2 separate regions of the Gossypium hirsutum genome follow, and region 2 is linked to region 1. Evidence: chromatin contacts called from public Hi-C data. All regions are on one chromosome and are shown on one strand. Each heading gives the region's core, a stretch centred on a gene start, on an enhancer-like site or on the middle of the called end of the contact. The rest is flanking DNA. Distances are from core to core; before and after follow the strand shown. Region 1 has its middle 11 kb from the start of LOC107893192. Region 2 holds the start of LOC107893194 (probable low-specificity L-threonine aldolase 1).

The links. Hi-C and Micro-C count contacts between places; a contact is called where the count stands out from the background.
Region 2: a Hi-C map of leaf shows a contact between it and region 1, with 2.5 times the contacts expected there. The contact joins the promoter of LOC107893194 here to the enhancer-like site in region 1. A contact is called at or near these places in 11 of 34 Hi-C or Micro-C datasets (callus, fibers, leaf and 1 more).

Annotation. Positions count from the first base shown.
Region 1 is chrA13:103,431,305-103,437,380 of Gossypium_hirsutum_v2.1, reverse strand. It overlaps the pseudogene LOC107894433. Among protein-coding and RNA genes, the nearest start is that of LOC107893192, 11 kb to the left of the region's middle. Within about 2 kb of position 4,115, at least 4 of the 9 cell types and tissues checked have an H3K27ac peak or open chromatin away from gene starts, as enhancers often do. A contact at or near this core is called in leaf, where this site is marked.
Region 2 is chrA13:103,463,509-103,469,114 of Gossypium_hirsutum_v2.1, reverse strand. LOC107893194 (probable low-specificity L-threonine aldolase 1) reads left to right here and starts at 1,424. Exons shown (of 10, transcript XM_016818125.2): 1 at 1,424-1,555; 2 at 1,837-2,284; 3 at 2,535-2,646; 4 at 2,949-2,999; 5 at 3,114-3,185; 6 at 3,271-3,403; 7 at 3,529-3,587; 8 at 3,999-4,099; 9 at 4,225-4,291; 10 at 4,484-4,673. The coding sequence starts at 1,842. The coding sequence ends at 4,522.

The DNA.
Region 1 (6,076 bases), core at 2,866-5,365:
CTCAAATCCGATTTATTTATTTGATTAAAATAAATATTAATTTAATTTTCTTGTTAAAAGTTTTTTTATTAATTAAAAAATTAATATCACTATTTAACAATTTATTAATTATCGCTTTTTTAAAACAATAATGATAAAAGAAATTGATTAAAAAATAGAAGCTATTTTTGGACAAAGTAAATGTCATACATGGAATAAAAGTTATCTAGACAAAATAATAGGTACACAATTATAAGTAATATGTATAACTATCATTAGGCTTAATTAATTTAATGTACAAATATAATTATAATTATAATTAATATATTTGTATAATTATGACTAAAATTAAATTATTTTTATTCTAAAAGTAAGAATAAACTATTAAATACACAAACAAATGGAATAAATGTGCATGATAAAACTTAAACTTGAAACACCCTTTGTTAAAATTAAATATTTTTTTATATTATTATTTTAGATTTAAAATTGTTATAGTAACATTTTCATTGAATAAAATAATTTATAATTAATATGTTAATTATATAGTTTTTTTTTAAAATTAAATACTCTTATTGTGATTAGAACCTATTATTTTTAATGGTTACTGTTGATAGTTGAAAGTTGATACATTTAATTGTTGAAATTATTATGGATAAATTAAACAACGGAGGTGCATTATTGATGTTGATTGAAATATGTGCATAACCCATACCAACTTTGACAAAACGAGATTCTATAGAATATAGAGATTTTCACTTTTTTTTAAAAAAAATATATTTTTGATAAATTATACCAATGATTGCTGTATTAAGTCATACATTATTTTACTCAAAGTAAAATTGTATACAAATTTAAAATATTTCCTGTTGATGCTGAATTAATTGATTATTGAGACTAGTGGTTTTTGTAAAATATTTGCATTATCTATAATAAGAAGTTTAATTTAGGTAAAATTACAATGGTTAATTCTAATCATACTTATTTTATTTACAAAATCTACAAATGTTAGAGAATTGTTTTTATGTTTTCATTAGCAATTTGGTAATAATGTATTAGTAGTTTAGATTAGGCTTTTATTGGGGAAGGTTTTAGTGAAAGAGTTCTTTTATTATAGTTGTATGAGAGTGAGTTTACAATGAGCGTGAATGAGATTGAAGTTAGATTTGGTCTTAAATTACCTCCCGTGTTATTGAAATTATAATAGTATGCAGATTTAGGATTGGATCTTAACTCCATTTGTGTACTTTAGTTACAATTGACTTTATAACTCGACCGACAATTCAACATTTTCCCAGACTTTAAGGATGAAGCCAAGAATTTTGTGTAAGGGGAGTCTAGATAAAAATTAAAATTTTGTGAGAATAATTCAATTTACCTTTGTTACAATATTGATATTGTGTTTGTTGTTATAACAAGGAGTAAAACAATACAATAATACTAGACAAGCAAGGAGAGAAAGAAGATCAAGACACCAGCAATTTGAGTCTAACAATCCCATCTTTATGGAATTTAGTTTAATGAATAAATTCATTCAATAATTTAATTAATTCGGTACAACTAATCATTTAAGTTCGATGAATAACACTCCGCTATACGGTCAAAGTTTAACTCTACAAGAAACAACTAAAAGTACCAAAATCCAAAATATCAAAATAAAACACTCTTCAAAAGCAAAAAAAGGAAATTATTAAAAAACATATTTTTTATTTAAATTTAATTATAAAGTATATGAATATTATTTTTAAATAATAAACTAAGCTTTCAGATTGATTCGATATAGATTTAGAAAAAAAAATTTATTCAAGGATACCCTAATCACAATTATTCAACTTAGATTTTTAAGTAGAAAATAATGACACTATTCATCGAAAATCCAAAATTGAAGCATCTTGTAGCATTTAAATTAGCATTGCAGGTCTGTCAATGGTGTGAAGTGACGTCAAATTTTAAACATGGTGGGGTTCGTCTTAATTTTGCTTGTTTTCATACGGAAGGCCAAAACCTTTGAGAACATTATAGAATATTTCAAGTTTTATTACAGTATCCATTTATTTTTTTTCATTCGAAACTGTTCTTTTCTGTTGTAAAATTCCTGCAGTTTCTGTCAATGCTGTCTGTCTTTGCCTTCCGACCATGTTTTTGAGCTAGTGATGTGAGTTATTTCCAAAACTCTAAAACTTTCTATAAGTATGCTTACACGTAATTGAAAGAAAATGTAATTATTAAAATAATAATTATATTTTTTAAAAATATAAAAAAATTATAATTTTCTAGATGTATGTAACTGATAGAGTATAATTCCACTATAAGTCTTTACGTTATGTTTGATATATTACACATTGTAATTACATAATTGATAATATAAAGAAATATTAATTACTATAAAAAATTATTAGTATGATAAAAACAATTCTAAACAAGTAACAAAAATTAAAATTAAATTATCATATACATTATGTTAGTCTAAAAAGGTAGTTAATAATACGATTACAGATAAAAAATAGTAAGAAAACAAAACCTCATATGCAATTTTTTTAAATTGTTCTAGTTTATATTTGTTGGGTTTTTCTCTTTTTAATGTTTAGTATATGCTCATTATCATTATCTATCGGTCTTTGGTCAAGTTTATCATCATCTAAATTTGAATTTGTATAATTAAATTGAAGTTTAGTATATATCATTTTAATTCCATCTATAATTGGAATTATGAAATATGCAACATGCTAATACGATCCAACTTTATTTTTTTATGTTATACTAAAGTGATGTTGTTAATATGAAAAATATATATTTTTAGAATAACAACATCATTCTCTCAAATGATATCATACCCTATAATATGGTGCAAGAAAACATTTTCTATTTATATAATTAATATTGATATTATAATATTTTAGTTCACAGTCCAACTAATCTTTCGTTTAATCATAAAAACTTAGTTTAGAGAATATTTAACGACTTAAGAATAACAACTCAAATAGGGGTCCAACCACCATCATCATTTTCTTCAACCTCCTATCACCGGGTTAGAGTGGTTTGGATCCCCTTTCTACATAAGGGGGGCCTTCCCACGCTTTTGATGGAATTATTTCTCCTTTTCCCTCTTTAGGTTCTTTGCGGAACTGTTTTTTTTTACCAAGCTTCTAGTTTTATGTGTTTGTCAGGTGACGTCTGCCACCACGATGGAATTTTGGGGTCAAATCTGAGTTGTAGTGGTTGAGGCCTTGCTTTGAAGGTTTGTCTATATTTCTTCCATCTTCCTTTCGATATGTCTATAGTAGTTGTTGGTGCTTGCTTTTGGGACTTTGTTGTAGTGTGCCTAATTACTTTTTCTAGCTGGGGGCATATGTCACAGCCGTGGACTTTAACCCAACAAATTGTGCTATTTGAGGCAGTGAAAATATGCACACTAGTATTAAACCAATAATAATTCACCTAAGTTTAATATTTTAACCCATAATTTGGGCATCAATTAGGTTTTTCACTGTCAAGATTTTGGTTTTAGTCAATTTTAACTACAAATTTTATATTAATTTAAAATTTTGATATTTATTCATACCATTTTTATCATTTGAAAAAAATTCAAAATTTGCTATGGATGTTTAAGGGATAAAAATAGAATTTCTTTACAAAAATAAAAATCACGATGTCTTGAGAATGTAATAGATCAAACACAAAATGAACACAAGTACAAGATTCACAATAATCAAACTAACATTATTTCTAATCAACATTTAAGAAACTCGAGATTATAAAGACAATCAGTCCTAATTTATCAATGATTTGTATTAATTAATTGCTAAATTTAATGATCTAATCAAGATATTAATGATTTTATACAAAATCAGTATCTAAAATTAATTAATTAATCTGGCATAAAATTAAATTATCACCAGAAAAGGTGCAATCTATTTTTTTTAAAAAGATTAATCAAGAAATATTGAAAATAAAAAGAATAATTGCTACCAAAGGGAATGCAATTGAAAATACTGAAGGTTTAGTGTCAATATTGTAGAAATTTTTTAGTCTCTTTATAAAAAATATTATGGATTCAATTTACCTCACAGTCTCAAACAATGTGGGCAACGAAAATGAGTGAGGCAAGATGGCAGAAAAGACAGCTTTTATCACCCACCATGGCCCATCCACGAGTCTATCACGATCGACAAAACTGGTTGGTTGCAGTCTGGGCTCTAAAACAACATAGCTACTTAGTTGTCAGATTACATATCTTTGACCCCATCTTTTCCAGTCTTCGCAATTTTCTTTTCTTTTCCTGGAATGTTTACAGGAATCCCCCCTCACCATTTAATTTCTCCTATAATCTTCCCACTAACGTTTGTGATAGTTTTATTGTAACGTAATATCCTTTTATTGGGTCCGGAGAGATTATGCTTAGTTCAAGCCATTATGTAAAAAAAAAATTAAGATATTATTAGAATTAATAATGAGATTGTTTAAAGAAAATAGATAAAATTTAATTATAATAAATAATAAGCTCTGTTTTTTTAATGAGAATGGTATGAAACTAAACTACCAACTCAGGGCCGGAAGCCAATCGGAGTAGCGATCCGCATTCAAAAAATCCGACAGTAAAATAACTAACCTACTGTCTTCAATCTTCTCCAATTAAAAAAAAAAAAACAAAATGACGGATTGAATCAAAAGGTGTAATTGCAGGCAAGTTGCATGAAAACTGGATGTTGGTATGTAAGAATCTGCATGACCAAAGAATTTCAATCATCAACGACTGTGAATCTCTTCGTTAAGGAGTCGAGCTACGAGGTCTATACCCATGGGTGGTCTTTTATCACTTAAAATACTATAAAGTAAATGTAATTCTGCAGAGTTGGCTTTCTTGAATAGTCTTCCGAGTAGTGCGTCAACTCCATCAGGCAAGCAGTTATTCTTATAAGCCCCTGCATTTTGTTCCCCAGATGTTGTTTCTAAGTTCCCACCATTACCAGGAGGCTGAAAATGTTGTGGAATCTGCACTTGAGGCCGTGAGTAAGGCCGACAGTCCCAATACTCCATACAAACTCGATTTAGATCCATTGCCTCAATAGCCTAGATTAAACCATTTGAAATATGAGTTTACTTCATCAGAAAGAATCACTTTGAACATATTATACTAACTGATTTACCTGCACAATTTCTGGTGATGAGAAACCAAACATTTCAGAGCCATCAAGGCTTCCGGGAGGCTGCAATGGTGGGAGGTTGGTTCTTCCTGGTCTGTGCTGCTTTGTGATCTCTTGATTCACTTGCTCCCTCACCATCTCCCAGCATCTGGTAGCTGAAACATGAATGAATACTTCATTGGGACAATGCTCCACAGACACCTGAAATTCAATTAAAAAAATAGTTGATATACAAGCATAAACATGATGAACATCAAAGACAAATAATTTAAATTACCATGAACAAAGGTCCATCCCTCCCAGCATCCAGAATTTCTGAGACATAGTATGCCATATTTGTTGGATCTAAAACACTTATATACCTAACGCGGCTCTTAAATCCTGCATTAATTAGAATAAAGGAGTTAATATATACTGATATGCATCAGCCTTAAAAGACTCAGAATACAACTTACCTTTAGGGAAAATGGCCTGGCTGTTACACCATAACTTCCGAGGGAGCACAACTCCGAACTTCAGAGGCTCAACATTACAGTTGATTCTACGCACTACCTTGGCAATTCGAGGACCTTTCTGCCGGAAATTTCTGTCTAGATTATTTTCTGAGCAAGTTGGACCTCCTACATTACTTCTTGCATTATCAACTGAACTTAAAGAGGCAATAGCTCCTGCATTCTCATGTTTCTCCTTGTTGGCTTTTTCACTGCCCAACAGTAGCAGTTCCTGATGGTTGCTTTCCGGGTCATTAGATCCTAGCAATGTGATGCTATTTCCAGTATGCTCCACTTTCTCTTGTAAATAGTGAAATGAACAACCATTCCTTTGTAAATCAGGGGAACTGGCATCAGTTATAGGCTCATTCTTGCAAGTATATGGACTCAAGTTTTCAGTACATCTTGTTGAGGCTTCTGACTGCTTAGCAACAAAATGTTCTTTTGGTCTTTCTAAAACTG
Region 2 (5,606 bases), core at 175-2,674, 34 kb before region 1:
CCAATTTTCAAGCAGCCTTATCTACACCCTGTATTTTAGAACCCAGAAAAAAATATGACACCATAAAATAATGTAAATTTGATATAAATATAGGAATATATAAATTTTATTTACCATATTGAATTTTATACAAATATAATAAACCAAATAAAAAAAAATAGAAACACAAGAATACAAGAATACGTACACTGGATAAGCTTTGACTGCTTGAGCCACCATTATAAATAAGTCTTCTCTCTTCTCTTCTTCCTATTCTCTCTTCACAAAAATCTTCTTTAAAATATTTCTCAATCCTCTAAGCCTCACGCAGGTATGCTTATATACAAACATACATACATCATTTATTACATAAGAAACTAAACTCTTCTCTCTATGATGTTATTTTAAATGACTGAAATGATCGACCATGCATGCATGCATGTTCTTATCATTAGCATTCTAAGGCGCAGAAATCATCCATAGTTGTTTTGTGCATAAATTTGATAGTGTCATCTATGTTTTTTTTTTCCTCTTAAATTGTTTAAATCTTTGATATATAAGTTTTGTTTTTTCGTTTGTAACACTACTAGTTTTGATTTTAAAAGAAGATTCTACGATGTATACGTGTACGTAATTGACTGAAACAGGTATTGTGGGGGGTCGTTTGCTAGCTTTTCAATCTGATGTTAACCTTTTATTACTTACAATGAATCTGTCATCCACAATTTTCTTGGCTGAATTTCATTCTTCAAAGTAAGAGAATTTGAATTCATCCCCTAGTAGAAAAATATTTTTTTTTTGGTGAAGAAATCAAGTTGAAACACATTTAAATCACATGCATGATTTAAAACTCCAAATTATTACTAGGAAAGCCAAAAGGAAATTTTCTTCTCGCAAACTTCCAACATTACAAGATATAAAAACGACAAAAGCTAAATCAACCCACTAATTCATATGTGTTATTTGATTCCTTCATGGAAACCAAATATCAAAGAAACAAACAAAAAATCATAATTCCCTTATTTTGTTTTCTTCCAACAAAGATATGATCAAAAGGCCCCCAAAAAGAAAAAAAGGTATTTGAATGTTATTAATTAAGTCTAGTTTCATTTCTTGGGGTCAGTACTTTATTAGTCAGCCTATTTTATGGGTGATTTAAAAGTATAAACATGATGTCTTTAACTTTGAAAAGATTTTTTTTTAATTTTTCATGTCAAGTTGGTTCACTGAAGATTATTTTGTTCTCCAGAACAGTTAGTTTGAGTTTAGCTATAAAAGTGGAGTGTTTGAAGCCTAAGGTGTCATAAGCCCATAATTTCTTGAAATTCCTTTCAATGGTAAAGTTCTGTTTTTTTCGGGTTTAATATTTTGCACGTAGTAAGTATATTTGTTGTAAAGTGTGAAATTATTGGGTTCTAATATTTTTGCATTTCTCTTTATGCAGAAATAAGAAACAATTAAACTGTTTCTGTCAAGGAAATTTGCTGCAATTTTCAGTTTTCTGGGAAAAGTAGAGGCAAATTTTCCACTTTTTCGTTCTGGGTTGTAAGGCAAAGAACAAGAAGAGCTTCAACTGGTAAAATATGGCCGTCTCTCTCTATACACACACATGCATATATATAATATGCATTTTTTAAACGGGTTTGTAGATTTTTTTTAATGGATGGATTTCTTGAGTTTTCTTGGGATTAGTTCAACATGTTCTTGGTATGGTATAAAATTCCCTCTTGGTGGCAGGGAAAATTTTTACCAGAAGAAGAAATGTAGTAAGGATCAATTTTCTTGGTGTAATTCATTTGGAGAAAGGAATCATTGGATTGTTTTTTTGTTTGATATTTTTTGTGGGATAAATTTCAGAAACAATGGTGACCAAAACAGTAGATCTTCGATCGGATACGGTAACGAAACCAACTGAGGCAATGAGGGCTGCAATGGCAACTGCTGAAGTTGATGATGATGTCTTGGGTGCTGATCCGACCGCGGCCCGGTTGGAATCCGAAGTCGCTAAGATCATGGGCAAGGAAGCCGGTTTATTTGTTGCATCAGGCACCATGGGTAACCTCATTAGTGTTCTTGTTCATTGTGATATTAGGGGAAGTGAAGTCATTCTTGGTGACAATTGTCATATCCATATTTATGAGAATGGTGGGATTTCAACCATTGGAGGTGTTCATCCAAGGCCGGTGAAGAACAATGATGATGGAACTATGGACATCGGTTTGATTGAAGCCGCCATTAGGGACCCAAGAGGAGAGATTGTTTACCCAACTACAAGGCTCATTTGCTTGGAGAATTCACATGCAAAGTAAGAGTTTTGTTCTAGTTTATGAAAATGTTTTAAACATGATCAATTTGAACAATGAGCATGTATCTGGATATGCATCAGAAATGGATACTTCAAGAAAAATATAGACTCGAAGCAACTACTTTTGCATTGGCACTACATTACAAGAATGGGTCATATATGTACTATAAATTCTAAGTTATGCTTCCGCCGACAATATGATTATATACATATTGAAATCCTCTGGTTATGGTTTACTCAATCCATGCAGCACCGGGGGTAGATGCTTGTCTGCGGAATACACTGACAAAGTTGGTGAGCTAGCTAAGAAGCATGGCGTAAAGCTTCACATTGATGGGGCTCGCATTTTCAATGCATCTGTGGTGAGCAACACATTTTTATATTTTCAGTCTATGTTCACTCGGTGTCTGTTGTAAATATGTGTCTAGTTCAAGTATGTTCAATTTTTTTTTCTAGTTATTTCATGTTTTTGGAGGATCATGTACCTCCAAACTAATGTCCAAACAAACAATATAGGATATAAGTATCAAACATGGGTACTTTTAGAAAATGAAGAATCTGGGCAACACGACTAGCCTTTTATCGGTGTTGTATGCCTGTGTTTAAATGTATACACGAAAGCTGTCAATGATCACGGTATCTAACTAAAGTATTGGTCTGCCAGGCACTTGGAGTTCCTGTTAACAGGCTTGTACAAGCTGCAGACTCGGTCTCGGTATACTTCATCTTAATTTAAACTGTCTTTTGCCAGAAATATAACTTCAACAATTTTCTTTATCTTATAAACAATGGATTTAGATTTTTTTTTCCTTGCTTTTGAATGCTTTAGGTATGCTTATCAAAAGGTTTAGGTGCTCCAGTTGGATCCGTCATTGTTGGGTCCAAAAGCTTTATTAGCAAGGTAAAATCTGAAGTTTTTCCAGCTAAAAGACCTCTGCCATATACCGAAATTTATCCTCAAACTTCGTTTTCTTTGTTTTTTTTAGGCTAGAAGACTTAGGAAAACTTTAGGTGGTGGGATGAGGCAGCTTGGTTTCATTTGTGCTGCTGCTTTTGTTGCTTTAAAAGAAAATGTTGCAAAGCTCGAGGGTGATCACAAGAAGGCTAAGGTGTTAGCAGGTAAATTATGGTTTGAGGTTTCATTGCTTTGACTCTTCATTTTTTCGTGAAATACTCGTATCCAACACCTATGTCGAGCATCAAATTAAATTCTTGGATTTTATGCTGGTTTTGTATTGTTTCAGAGGGGCTAAATCAAATTAAAGGTCTAAGAGTCAATGTTGCTGCAGTGGAAACAAATATCGTGAGTATGCTTGTTATTAACTAGCAATAATCACAATCTTTTCATTCACTTTGCATTAAACTAGACACCTATACTTGCGAAGTACTCAGGTTCAGTTTGGTTGTAGTTGATTCAAGCTCGATCTATCAAGCAAGTTCAGCTTCGAGTCTTGAATTTCAAGTAGAATGCAAGTTTGAGCTTGACTTCGCTCAATTATGTACCCGTAGTTGCGATTCGATCTATCTGAGTATAGAGTAAAATAAGTTACAATCCTGTTTTTTACTTGTTGCTACCTTGTTCTCCAAGAAAAACTGGATGTAAAAAATTAAAAACAAATGCCTGAAATGAAAGTTGGATCAGAAAGCTGCAGAGAATCACTTTTACCAACTGAATTACCATGCTTATATTCTTCATGTTACTTTATTTTACCAGATATTTTTTGACATAGTGGAGGGATCTAAAATCACAGCAGAGAAGCTATACAAGAAGTTAGAGGAACATGGTGTGCTTGTGATGCTGGAAGGCCCACTCAGGTCTGTATCTGTGTCTAACATCCGTGTTTAAGAAAACTAAACATGCCCGTGTGAGACACCTACACTTTAGTCCGAGTAATAATGATACACAAGCGAAACTGATGTGGGTCTTAATGTTGATTCAGGATGAGAATTGTCCTCCACCACCAAATATCATCAAGCGATGTGCTGTACACTTTGTCATGCTTTCAGGTAATCAACCTGGTCCCTGTTCTGAACCCAGCAGATAAGGATTAATTAGATTCTGAGCATTTGCAACCACTTTTCTTATTCCGAGGCTTCGGCCTCTACTTTTACCAAAAAGAAAAGAAAACCATCCATGTTGTTTCTTGCCTGTTGATCCATGTGATGTTTACTTATTCTTGTTTGTTTGGATGTTTGCAGCAAGCTTTAATTGGAGTGCAAGAAGAAAATGGGAACTAAGTCAGACATTGCTACTCCTCTAATAAACCTATAAACATCATGTCAAGATGTTACAGTGGGGGAACATGATCATAAATATTATGTAAAATCCATTCGTATTAAGCCTTTGGAGATTCCATCATCCTTTCTTAATAGCATGTAACTTTTGTTATTCATTGGCGAATAAAGTTTTCTTTATATTTCATCAAAGAGAAATAAGCATACAAAGGATTTGGAATTGACAACAAATTAAGGATTTGCAGACTCGAAGAGTATACTTGTCCATGAATTGGGCCGGGTTGAAATGCAATCAAATTTTGTCCAAATTGATCTAAAAAGCCTGAATTACTATTTATTAAAATAAAAATATTAAATGCAATTTTTTATAATGAAAAATATAAATAAAAAAATATTTTTTTACTATTAAATAGTAATTTGAGTATGTGTAAATTACAAATTGCATGGTCCAATCCTTGTGGAATTTGCGCTTGTGGAAATTATCGAGTAATTAGAAATCAAAAGGAGGGTTTTAAATTTTGTAAACAATGCGGAGTTGAATTTGTTGATTCTCGAATACGAATATATCAAATGGGATACATAAGGCTGACATGTCCAGTAATTCATGTATTGTATTTGAAACGTCTGCCTAGTTATATCACTAATCTTTTAAAGAAACCTCTTAAAGAATTAGAAGGTTTAGTATTTTGTGATGTGTAATTTGATCGAAATTATTATTTTACAGATTAGGAATAAGAAATTGTAATCCCATTCAATCGAATTGGGATGCCATGGATTTGACATGTCTCTTAAAAAAAGTAACATGAAACTCAGAATTATGGATGTATTCAATTTGGGGTGAGCAAAATTCGATTCGATTTGAAAAAATCGAAAAGAAATTCAAATTTCGAGTTAATCGAATCGAGTTATTCAGGTTATTCAAATTATTAGAGTAAACTTGAATAAGAAATTTCAGATTTCGAGTTCGACTTGAGTTGAATTTTTACAATTCGAATAACTCGAATAATTCAAATAACAAATTAATATAAATACCGTTTTGGTCCCTATCAATTTTGAAAATGAGCAAATTGGTCTCTCTCTTAACAAA